Regions from separate parts of the Mus musculus genome. Here region 1 is linked to region 2. A link is a contact called in public Micro-C data. All regions are on one chromosome and are shown on one strand. The core of a region is the stretch at or near the end of the contact, and the rest is flanking DNA. Distances in the headings are between cores, read along the strand shown. Region 1 holds the start of Tmem250-ps (transmembrane protein 250, pseudogene). Region 2 holds the start of Rabl6 (RAB, member RAS oncogene family-like 6).

Region 1 (4,558 bases), core at 1,226-3,725, 530 kb after region 2:
GGTGAGAATGTCACACAGAAGGTCTCAAGGTGGAAAAAAGACAGACAGGCCACCCACTGGACAACCTGAAAACACACAGGCAACCCAAGGCAAGAGGCTAACGGGGACAGCACATCTGGTAACGTGCACAGCAAGGACAGCGCAGAAGCCAACAGCGAGACTGTGTGCTGTTCCCATTACAGAGTAGTCTCAGCCCTTTTCTCCCCTCAATGGGAGTGTGTGCTTCAGGCCTTACCTCCAGGATGGGGCAAAAAAAAAAAAAAAAAAAAAAAAAAAAAAGCCCCTACCAGCCCCACCCTCCAAGAGAGAAGCTAGGTATGGCACAATCAGGAGCCCCATGGAGGGTGGGCCCTCACATGTCCACAAAGACCATGAAGCACCAGCCCAGCCCCCCAACCAGCAGCATGGTCACATGGATGCCATAGATAAGCAGCTCGTTCATGAGGCGGAAGTCCACGCGCCTGCGCCCCAGCAGCAGCAGCAGCACTGACAGCTTGAGCTGGAAGCGCAGCAGTACGCGGACACCCAGGTACTGTAGGCAGAAGAGCGCGGCCAGCGCGCCCCAAAGGGCCGCTGTGAAGAGGCTGCAGCTGAAGTAGAGCAGGAAGCGTATAAAGCCATAGAGCCAGCGGGTCTTGACATAAACATCGAAGTTGTTGTACTTGGTGCGAGCCAGGTGAGAGGTTCTCAGCGGTCCGCAGGCTGCGTGCAGGCAGGTGGTGTGCGGGCCGTGGAAGGAGCGCACCCGCCGCGGGATGGGCATGACCGGCATTGGGCCTGGGCGGCAGTGCTGTTTTGCAGTGGCGGTGCAGTGTCCGGATGGCCAGCATAGGTGTCATCAGCGTCTAGGAGCCCTCAGCTGAGCCTTGGGGGAGGTGCTGGCCTGCAGGGAGAAATACAGAATGCCAGGTGAGAGCTCAAGGGTGTCCCTGTCAGTAACTCAGTTGCAACCCAAGGATGCACTTTTGACTCTTTTCATGAGTCCTCAGCCTGTGCAGGCCAATGGTTAACATTCTACCTCCCAGTGCTGGGAGAGGAAAGCAACAGTAACTATGCCCCTCAGCAGCCGCCGGCCGGGAGAGGGTCCCTAGGACTGCCAGGGATAAAACGGGGACAGTAGTGCTCTAGCTAAGCTCACTCTTTAGTTTCTTGAAGACCCACACACCCGGCTACTGGTTGCCCAGTACTCCCCATTACTTCCATAGTGACTTATAACAGTCCCCTTCAAGGACACTCCATGCAGAGTCACAAGAGGACTGGGATGAAGGGGGTGTCCACATAGCAAGCCCCTAAGGTTACTTGCTGGGCCTGAACTTTGGCATTATTTTGGCAGGTTACCATCTCACCTCCCACTGATCTTGCTCCGTAAATTGAGGCACCAAGACCTCTTCCCTGGGGCTGCCTGTACACAACAAAAGCATTACTGGCTTATCTAGGCTGGACATAGTGTCAGAGTTCTCCAAACTGGGACACAGAGAGGAGAAATGGCGTGTGGTTCCTTGTTTCACCAAGCAATTGTCATTCGCAGCAGCCTATGTTAATTTGCATATGGGGGAAAAAAAACACTAAATTTCAAACTATGGGACACTAGAGACCAAAAGTTGGTAACAGGACAGGGCAACATCGCCAACAGGCTTTTGCGACTTCCACTCCAACGGCTTCTGTCACCGCCGTAGGTCCTGAGCAAATGGCCGCCAGCGCAGCTGCGGCCGAGGCGCAGTGGGAGGAAACCTGTCCCGAGCCGGGGAGGCTTAGCTATGTTTTACCCAGCTAGACAGGGCAATGGCCTCATTCAGGCGTGTCACTGGACACCGCACAGGAGGGGGATGCGGTCTGCAGCAGGTGTACTCGGGTGGAGGTGCATGCCATGGCGCGGCCCGGCGCGGGGCACGCGTCTCTGAGCACGGGACCCTAGAGCAGGACATCCAGCTCTCCAAGGCCCGCTAACTCGGCGCGTGGAGATACGACCCTCACTAGCCATAGGCTACGCGCGACCCCGGCCCTCAGCCCGCGTTTTCTGCGGGCGCCACTTCCGGTGTCGGGGCGCCGTTGCCGTGGAGACGGCCCTTAGGTCCGTGGCCGGTCCCCGCCCGTCCTCGGCGGCTCACCCGGTGCCCTCTCCGTGGCGGTGCCGGTGTCCGGAACCATGCGGCGGGCCGACGGTGCTGGGGACCGGGCCTGCGGCTGAGCTTGTGCCCCGGGGGTGCGACGCCAAGGCGGGCACATGCCGCCGAGGACGGGGTCGCTTCGCGCGGCCCTTCAGTTGCCCCCGGCTGGCTCTGGCCCGGAGGGGAGGGCGCTCCCGGGCCGGGCCCGAGGCGTTTGTCCCAGCGTGGGAGCCGTAGTGTTGTCCCTCGGCGGCCACCGTAGCACGGTCTTCACGCCCCCTCCGCCCGCGACGACACGGTGAAGCCTCGCAGCGCCCACCGCGGGCCCGCGCGGAGCATCCAGGAATTCCTCATTATCCGAGGACGCGCACTAGCGTGCGCGCGCCGTGAGCCGACCGTGACGTCATTGGCCCGCGGCCTCAGCCGGAGCGTGAGTTTAGCTCTCCCGCGCAGGCGCAGATGGGAGAACTAAGGGCGAGGAGGCTGGTCCTCTCCGTGTCAGTGCGCGTGCGCGAGTGTGGGAGGGGCTTTCTCGCTGTGGTGTGAGCTTGTCTCCTTTCTGGTGGTGCGGTGGAGTTTTTCCTGTGTCCCAACGCGCGCCGCTGGCACCCAGAGAGCAGTGACGGTTGCAGATGAAGCGATCTCGTGCTTTAGGGGTACTCGCTGTAGAGCACAAGGATCCTGGAAGCGCCAAAAGAAAGAGTTAAGCTGGTGTGTCACCGGTCTAAATGACCTTGCCAGGTTCCTGCAAGCAGGTGTGGTAGGTTTCAGTTAAAAGTTGATGTGTGCGTTTGTTGCTAGGATGTGGAGAGAAGGTTGGGTCAGGCCATCATCCCATGACGGACCGGAAAGTAGCCTTACAGGGTTATCCTACATTGACCCTCCTGCTTACCCAGGCGTCAAATGCAGGCTCCCAGGGAAGAGAAACAGACCCTTTGCAGGAAAGGGGAACCTAGGGCTGGCTGCAAGGCACCTTTGCACTTCACAGGGAACACTTGGAGGCCCCAGCCCACGCAAGACCAAGAGCAGCTACAGGCAGTGGCATGTGCACATCCTGCCAGTACAGCCCACAAATGAATGAATAGATGTAAAAATAAGTGAATGTGCCATATGTCATTATACTCTCTTTTAATCACAGCACTCCAGAGGCAGGCGGATCTCTGTAAGTTCTATGCCAGCCAGGTCTTCTTGGTGAGAGTATGTCAAACACATCTTGGGTCAGTGAGATGGCTTGTGGGTAAAGGCACTTGCCACCAAATTAACAATCCTTGGTACCCACATAACAAAGGTGAAAATTGATGCCCTCCTGTTGCCCTCTGACTTACACACACACACACACACACACACACACACACACACACCATGCACACAGAAGTAATGCTTACAATAAGTCTAAGTCAACTGGAGCCCCTGGACTATGTGACCCTGTCTCGAAACAATAAGAAGCATTTCCTCCCCTGGCCTGAGTTTCTGTCACCCTGGAGTGATGATCTTCTGTTTTCTTGATCGTCCCCTCCTTTAGCTCCCCCCTTGGTTCTGTCCCTACTAGAGATGTCCAGTTTCTCTACTTTTTCTGTCCCTCTGTCCCTTTCCACTTGTTCAGCCCTGTTGCTCCTGTAAGAGCCCTCAGAGTCCTCTACACCTCTGACTTTGAGGCTCTCTCCCTCTGAGGTTGGGCAGGTAGCTGCTGCTGACAGCTCTTGGCCTCTAATGTTGGACCACTGGACGGAGACTGAAAGCACCCTGAACGTCTCACTAAAGGATGCTTCTTGTGACCTCTACTCTCTTGCTTTCTGCTAGTTCTTGGAAGTGTTGGGTACCACCACCCACGAACTGATTCCAGAATGATCCAGACCACAGCAGGGTCATCCCCAAGGATAGGATCCAATCTCAGTTGTTCTGTTTGCTATAGGACAGTCCCGCCATAGAAAGTCTACCTGAAGTCTGTCTGTCAGCTTCCACCCTGCTATCTGCTCTGGGCTTCTCAGTGGGCAAGCACTGGACAGTGGCCTGGCGCCACCTGCTGGGACTGTGCACGGCATGTCCCAGACTTTTTTTAAATTTTTATTTTATTTTATTTTATTTATTTATTTTGGTTTTTCAAGACAGGGTTTCTCTGTGTAGCCTTGGCTGTCCTGGAACTCACTTTGTAGACCAGGCTGGCCTTGAACTCAGAAATCTGCCTGCCTCTGCCTCCCGAGTGCTGGGACCACCACACCTGGCCCCAGACTCTTAAAGACCTACAGAAATGAGAGGAAGGTATAGTCCAAACCCAGGCACGGGGCCCATGGGACTGAGGCCATCTCATTTGTGTCTGTGGCTGCCTTGGTGCCATCTTTACAGAACAGTCAGAGCCGGGTAGCATCAGGACCCAGTGGCCTTCGTGCTGTCCGCACTGCCTGAGAGTGGGTGCAACCCTCACTTGAAATGATGCTTTCCTGCCAGGCAGT
Region 2 (4,702 bases), core at 1,304-3,803:
TACAGTGCACTCACATACATAAAATAAATAAATCTTTTTTAAAAAGTTACTATTATAGTTTCCTCCCAGCCATCTTTGCCTTTTACTAAGTTAGGCAAACTTTCCCACAATTTGCCTGGTATATAATTGGAAAAGTTGTAATGTACACTTTAACATCCACACTTACTGTGATAATAAAGTCAACACATTTCTGAATGTATGCCAGCTACAGTGGTGCACCCCTTTAATTGTAGCACTTGGGAAGCAAAGGCAGGCAGGTCTCTATGAGTTCAAGGCCACTCTGGTCTACAACGTGAGTTCCAGAACTGCCAGAGTTACATAGAGTGATGCCTCCCTCCTCCCTAGTCTAATGTCTTAACTCTGATCAGCTCCATTCTGGGGTAGGGGCTGACTCCAACTTTTTCAGTATTGTTTAAAAACCAAACCAACCCAATCCAACCCAGTCCCCCAGTCTATTATGAAAACATTATCACCAGTGACTGACAACAAGTGCTTACTCAGGGCTTACTGCACTCGGACCTATTCCTTTGCTTACCTTTGCTTTGTAACTCCCACGTCTACCTTTGCAGCTTAAGCTCCACTTATCTACAGAACACCCTGCAGTGACTGTTTCTGTGAGATCCTCTGCTCAGCCAGCTGTCCATCCCACACTGACCATGAGCACAGCGCATTCTGGCCTGCGCAGGGCCAGGTCATCAGCTCAGTGCTGCTCTTTAGTATACTCTCTTTACTCTGGTGGCATAGTTCCCTCTTTTTGCTTCTGAAATTCAGACCACTCCCAGTGATCTATGGTTGTTAAAATTCTGGTTTTCTTTGAGTTTGTTCTTTTTTCCATTGCTTTTTTGAAACAGGGTCTCACTATGTAGCCCATGCTGTCCTGGATTCCATTAGGGTCCAAAAAGGACCCAGCTGCCCCTGCTTCCCAAGTGATGGGATTAAAGGCTCGTCCAGCTTTCCCTGCCTCAGTTATTCATTCTCCTGACATATTGCAAAAGATTGTTGTGCTGCCTTCCCGAGCCACCCAGACAGCATTCTGCAACAGACAATTCAAAATGTGGAGACTCTTACAAGAATCCCGAATCTGTATTTATTATATTGCAGGTTTGTTCCTTTAAGTAAGGCATCTTGGAAAATATGGAAGACTTCAGCTCTTCTAGACCCCTCCTCTTTAGAACCCCAGGGCGTGGGTCCAGTGGGTAGTAAGTTTAGAAAGCAAGAAGCTCCTAGTTCAGGCCTAATTTCTAGAATTGGGCTGCAAATTAATACTATATAAAAATAACGAAAGAATCCAAACATAGATTCCAAAGAACACAAACCACTGAATATTTGACTCAATTCTCTTCCTCAGTCAAGAGAAATACAAACTTCCAAGTTAACACACATACACTGTTTGCTTCTAAATTTGCACAAAAAATCCTCCTAGTAAGTTTCATAATGTTACATTATTACCTAAATATCACTGACCCTGTGAGGCACAGCTTACAGTGAACTGTGTGTATGTGCCAGTGCATGTATGTGTGCGCGCACGCGCTTCAAAAATGTTGCAGTATAGAAATAGTTTAGAAGTAAACAATATCAGACCACGACATTGCCCAAGAATCTTTTGATTGTTCAACCTGCAAATGGAAAAACTCTAAAGAGGTCAAGAGAACCGTGTGCTTCTCGCTGCACAACATACATAATTTATAACGAAGGGCAGAGCGGACTTTTCTTCTTGTGGGGTCAGGGATGCAGAGTTAAGAGCCTCTTGAAATTAAAAAAAAAAAAAAAGCATATCCCTTACAAAACAAAAAACAAAAAAACAAAATCAAGGCTCAAGGCCCACAGGCGACCGACTTTCAGGAGCCTCCGACTTTCAGGAGCCTCAAGTGAGAGCAGGCGCGGGGGGCGGAGAGGAGGCAGGCACACGCAGCCCCGCGCGCGCACCCTCGGGTTATGTAATGGTCTCTCTCCGCAGGGTACCCGCGCCAATCAGGGTCCTCCACCGCTGCTCCGCTAGTGTCGCCGCACAGCTGTTCTCTGGAGGTCTCCTGTCAGGTGATGTCCCTCAAGGAACGACCACTACTCAGAACCCAGGGACCCGTCCGCCCCTACCCTCTGATTCTTCCAGACCCTAGTAGGCTGGGTGGCCGCCCCGGGCCCTGCCAGCCGCCCCGGCCTGCCCGACGGCGCGGCCCGCACTCACTGTTATACTGAACCCCCTTAGCGAAGCGCCTCTGCAGCGCCTGGTTCATGGACTGCAGCCCGGCGGGGATGTTCTTGTCCCGGCCTGGGGCCTGCTCCGACCCCACCAGCTTCTTCAACGCGGAGAACATGTTCCTGCTGGACGTGCGAGCCGGGCTGGCCTGCGAGCTCAGCAGCGGCAGCAGCACAGCGCACCCCGCACCATGTCCGGCCGGCCCAGGCTTCCCCCGAGGCCGGAGCGGGCGCGGCCTCGAGCGAGGTTCTGGGGCCTCAGCCTCTGTGGCTCCGCTCCGGCTTCCACGGCCCTCGGCGCGGCAGCCAGGCACCCGTCAGCGCCGCCATCTTGGCGCCGGCGCGGCTACGGGACGCTAAAAGGGACACGTAGCCGCCGCATGCGCAGAGAGCGCACTAGGTCCCGCCCTTTTCTAGCATCTCCACCTCGCCGCCACCAACCCCCTCTGGTCCAACGATCAGCTTCCCGGTCCTCAAGAGTCCCGAGGTTTCTCCTTCCTCTAGTGTAGTTCTGGAAAAATGTTTATTTCTGTACTACAGCCCAGACAGGTTTACTTTTTCTTCTTTTTGGCTCCCTTGAGCTTCGCCTCGATCAGCTGTTGGGCCTGTTTCTTTATCTCCGCCCGCGAAGGGACGTAACTATGGTCCACATCCGCAAACTGGAAGGTTTCTGAACAGGCAAGAAAAGGAGTGGCTGCCACCCTCTTTCCAGAAGCCTCCCACCTCTACCTGTTGGCGTTTGCTGCCATAGGCCATCTCCTGCCGGGAGCTCATTTCAGACATGTATCAATGACTGGAGACCCCTGCCCTAAGTCACCTAAGGCCAGGTGCCAGACAACTAGGATTTGCCAAGATTATCCACACTAGCTGTCCTTATCCTTTCACCCCACCTTGCCTCTGTAGCAGAAATTCTTCTAAAAGTTCGGTCTGGGCTCCCTTCTGGCCCATCCCATGATATACGTCCCTTTTGTCTCAGAAAAAGAAACCTCTGTAACGTCTATCGATTAAAACCTTTCCCTTCAGCGCCCAGTCACCATGTATGCCATCTCTTGTCTTGAGTTCAGACCCTATCTAGTTGCAGCTATTGTTCTTGTCGTCCTTCTCCATCTTCCTGTGGCCGGCATGTAGAGCCTCACCTATCATGTCCTCCTCTGGGTCCTCAAAGGTAATTCTGGTATTATGTTTCTCTTTTAGAGTTGATGACTCCAAGGTGTCCCTCACCTTTGTGTCAACCTGCAGGGCAGCACCCATTATCATCTTGGAGAGCACATGGGCTTTGTGGGGACCCCTCCATGGCCCAGGGTTACCTCCTCATTTCTGGACAACGTTTGCATGCGCTCAGCCAGGTAGATAAGCTTTCCCTCACAATAATCCAGCTTGCCGTACACATCAAGAGTGTTAGAGACTGCTATTTCTTTCTGTGGGTCAGAGGAGCAGCTGGTTTTCCTGTGGTCCCACACAGGGACCCTGTACACAGCATCTCCTCCCCGGGGGCTGATACCTGGAAGGTTGGCAAGGTGATGCCGATGAGCCGGATGTAGAGGTTGTCAATACCTGTCTGGATGACCAGCAGCAGCTGCTGGCCCTTATTCATGTTGTTTTGGGCCTGCTTGAGTCTTGCTTCTTCCTCTTCTAGCATGTTCTTCATCTTCTTCTGGATAGAGTTAAAGCTATGGGGGAGGTAAGCACAGCAGTGAGGAGGAGGAGGGCACAGCAGTGAGGAGGAGAAGGAGGGCACAGCAGTGAGGAGGAGAAGGAGGGCACAGCAGTGAGGAGGAGGAGGAGGTGGGCACAGCAGTGAGGAGGAGGAGGTGGGCACAGCAGTGAGGGGGAGGTGGGCACAGCAGTGAGGAGGAGGAGGAGGTGGGCACAGCAGTGAGGAGGAGGAGGTGGGCACAGCAGTGAGGGGGAGGTGGGCACAGCAGTGAGGGGGAGGTGGGCACAGCAGTGAGGGGGAGGGTGGGCACAGCAGTGAGGAGGAGGAGGGCACAGCAGTGAGGAGGAGGGCACAGCACTGAGGGGGAGGAGGGCACAGCAGTGAGGGGGAGGTGGGCACAGCAGTGAGGGGGGGAGGGCACACCAGTGAGGGGGAGGTGGGCATAGCAGTGAGGGGGAGGTGGGCACAGCAGTGAGGGGGAGGTGGGCACAGCAGTGAGGGGGAGGTGGGCACAGCAGTGAGGGTAGGCCCACAGGGGTCCAGAACCAGGTGGCAACTTCAGGGACTCATAATTAAGCGTCAAGCGGGCAGGTCCTCAACTCTTCTGCAGATGAACAAATTCACTGGCAGTGGATATGTGCAGCTACTAGCTTGTACCTGTGGAGCCATCCAGGAGCCGGGGAACATACCCAACAGCGCTGGGAGTCTGGTGGAACTTGAGCACAGCCTCCTCAAGTTCTAGCTTCTTCATCAGGGCCTCTAACTGTGTCCGCCTCTCCTCGCAATCCTCCATCTGTAGCTCCAGGTTCTCCTCTGTATTTTTCTGAGCTAGGAAGCGGCCAGCTATGT

The links. Hi-C and Micro-C count contacts between places; a contact is called where the count stands out from the background.
Region 1: a contact with region 2 is called in a Micro-C map of embryonic stem cells, with 6 times the contacts expected there. The contact joins the promoter of Tmem250-ps here to the promoter of Rabl6 in region 2. A contact is called at or near these places in 2 of 484 Hi-C or Micro-C datasets (embryonic stem cells and palatal mesenchyme), 1 of 115 datasets of contacts at active chromatin or transcription factors (astrocytes) and 1 of 9 other capture datasets (liver).

What each region holds. Positions count from the first base shown.
Region 1 is chr2:26,138,031-26,142,588 of GRCm38.p6, forward strand. It overlaps Tmem250-ps (transmembrane protein 250, pseudogene), which reads right to left and starts at 2,476. Exons shown (of 2, transcript NM_001256521.1): 1 at 2,109-2,476; 2 at 1-883. The coding sequence starts at 772. The coding sequence ends at 353.
Region 2 is chr2:25,605,928-25,610,629 of GRCm38.p6, forward strand. Rabl6 (RAB, member RAS oncogene family-like 6) reads right to left here and starts at 2,554. Exons shown (of 15, transcript NM_001024616.2): 1 at 2,186-2,554. The coding sequence starts at 2,315. Ccdc183 (coiled-coil domain containing 183) reads right to left here. Exons shown (of 14, transcript NM_029859.1): 10 at 4,543-4,702; 11 at 3,698-3,866; 12 at 3,504-3,614; 13 at 3,333-3,429; 14 at 2,702-2,866. The coding sequence ends at 2,748. It overlaps Fcnaos (a long non-coding RNA gene), which reads left to right and starts at 3,403. Exons shown (of 8, transcript XR_003954003.1): 1 at 3,403-3,542.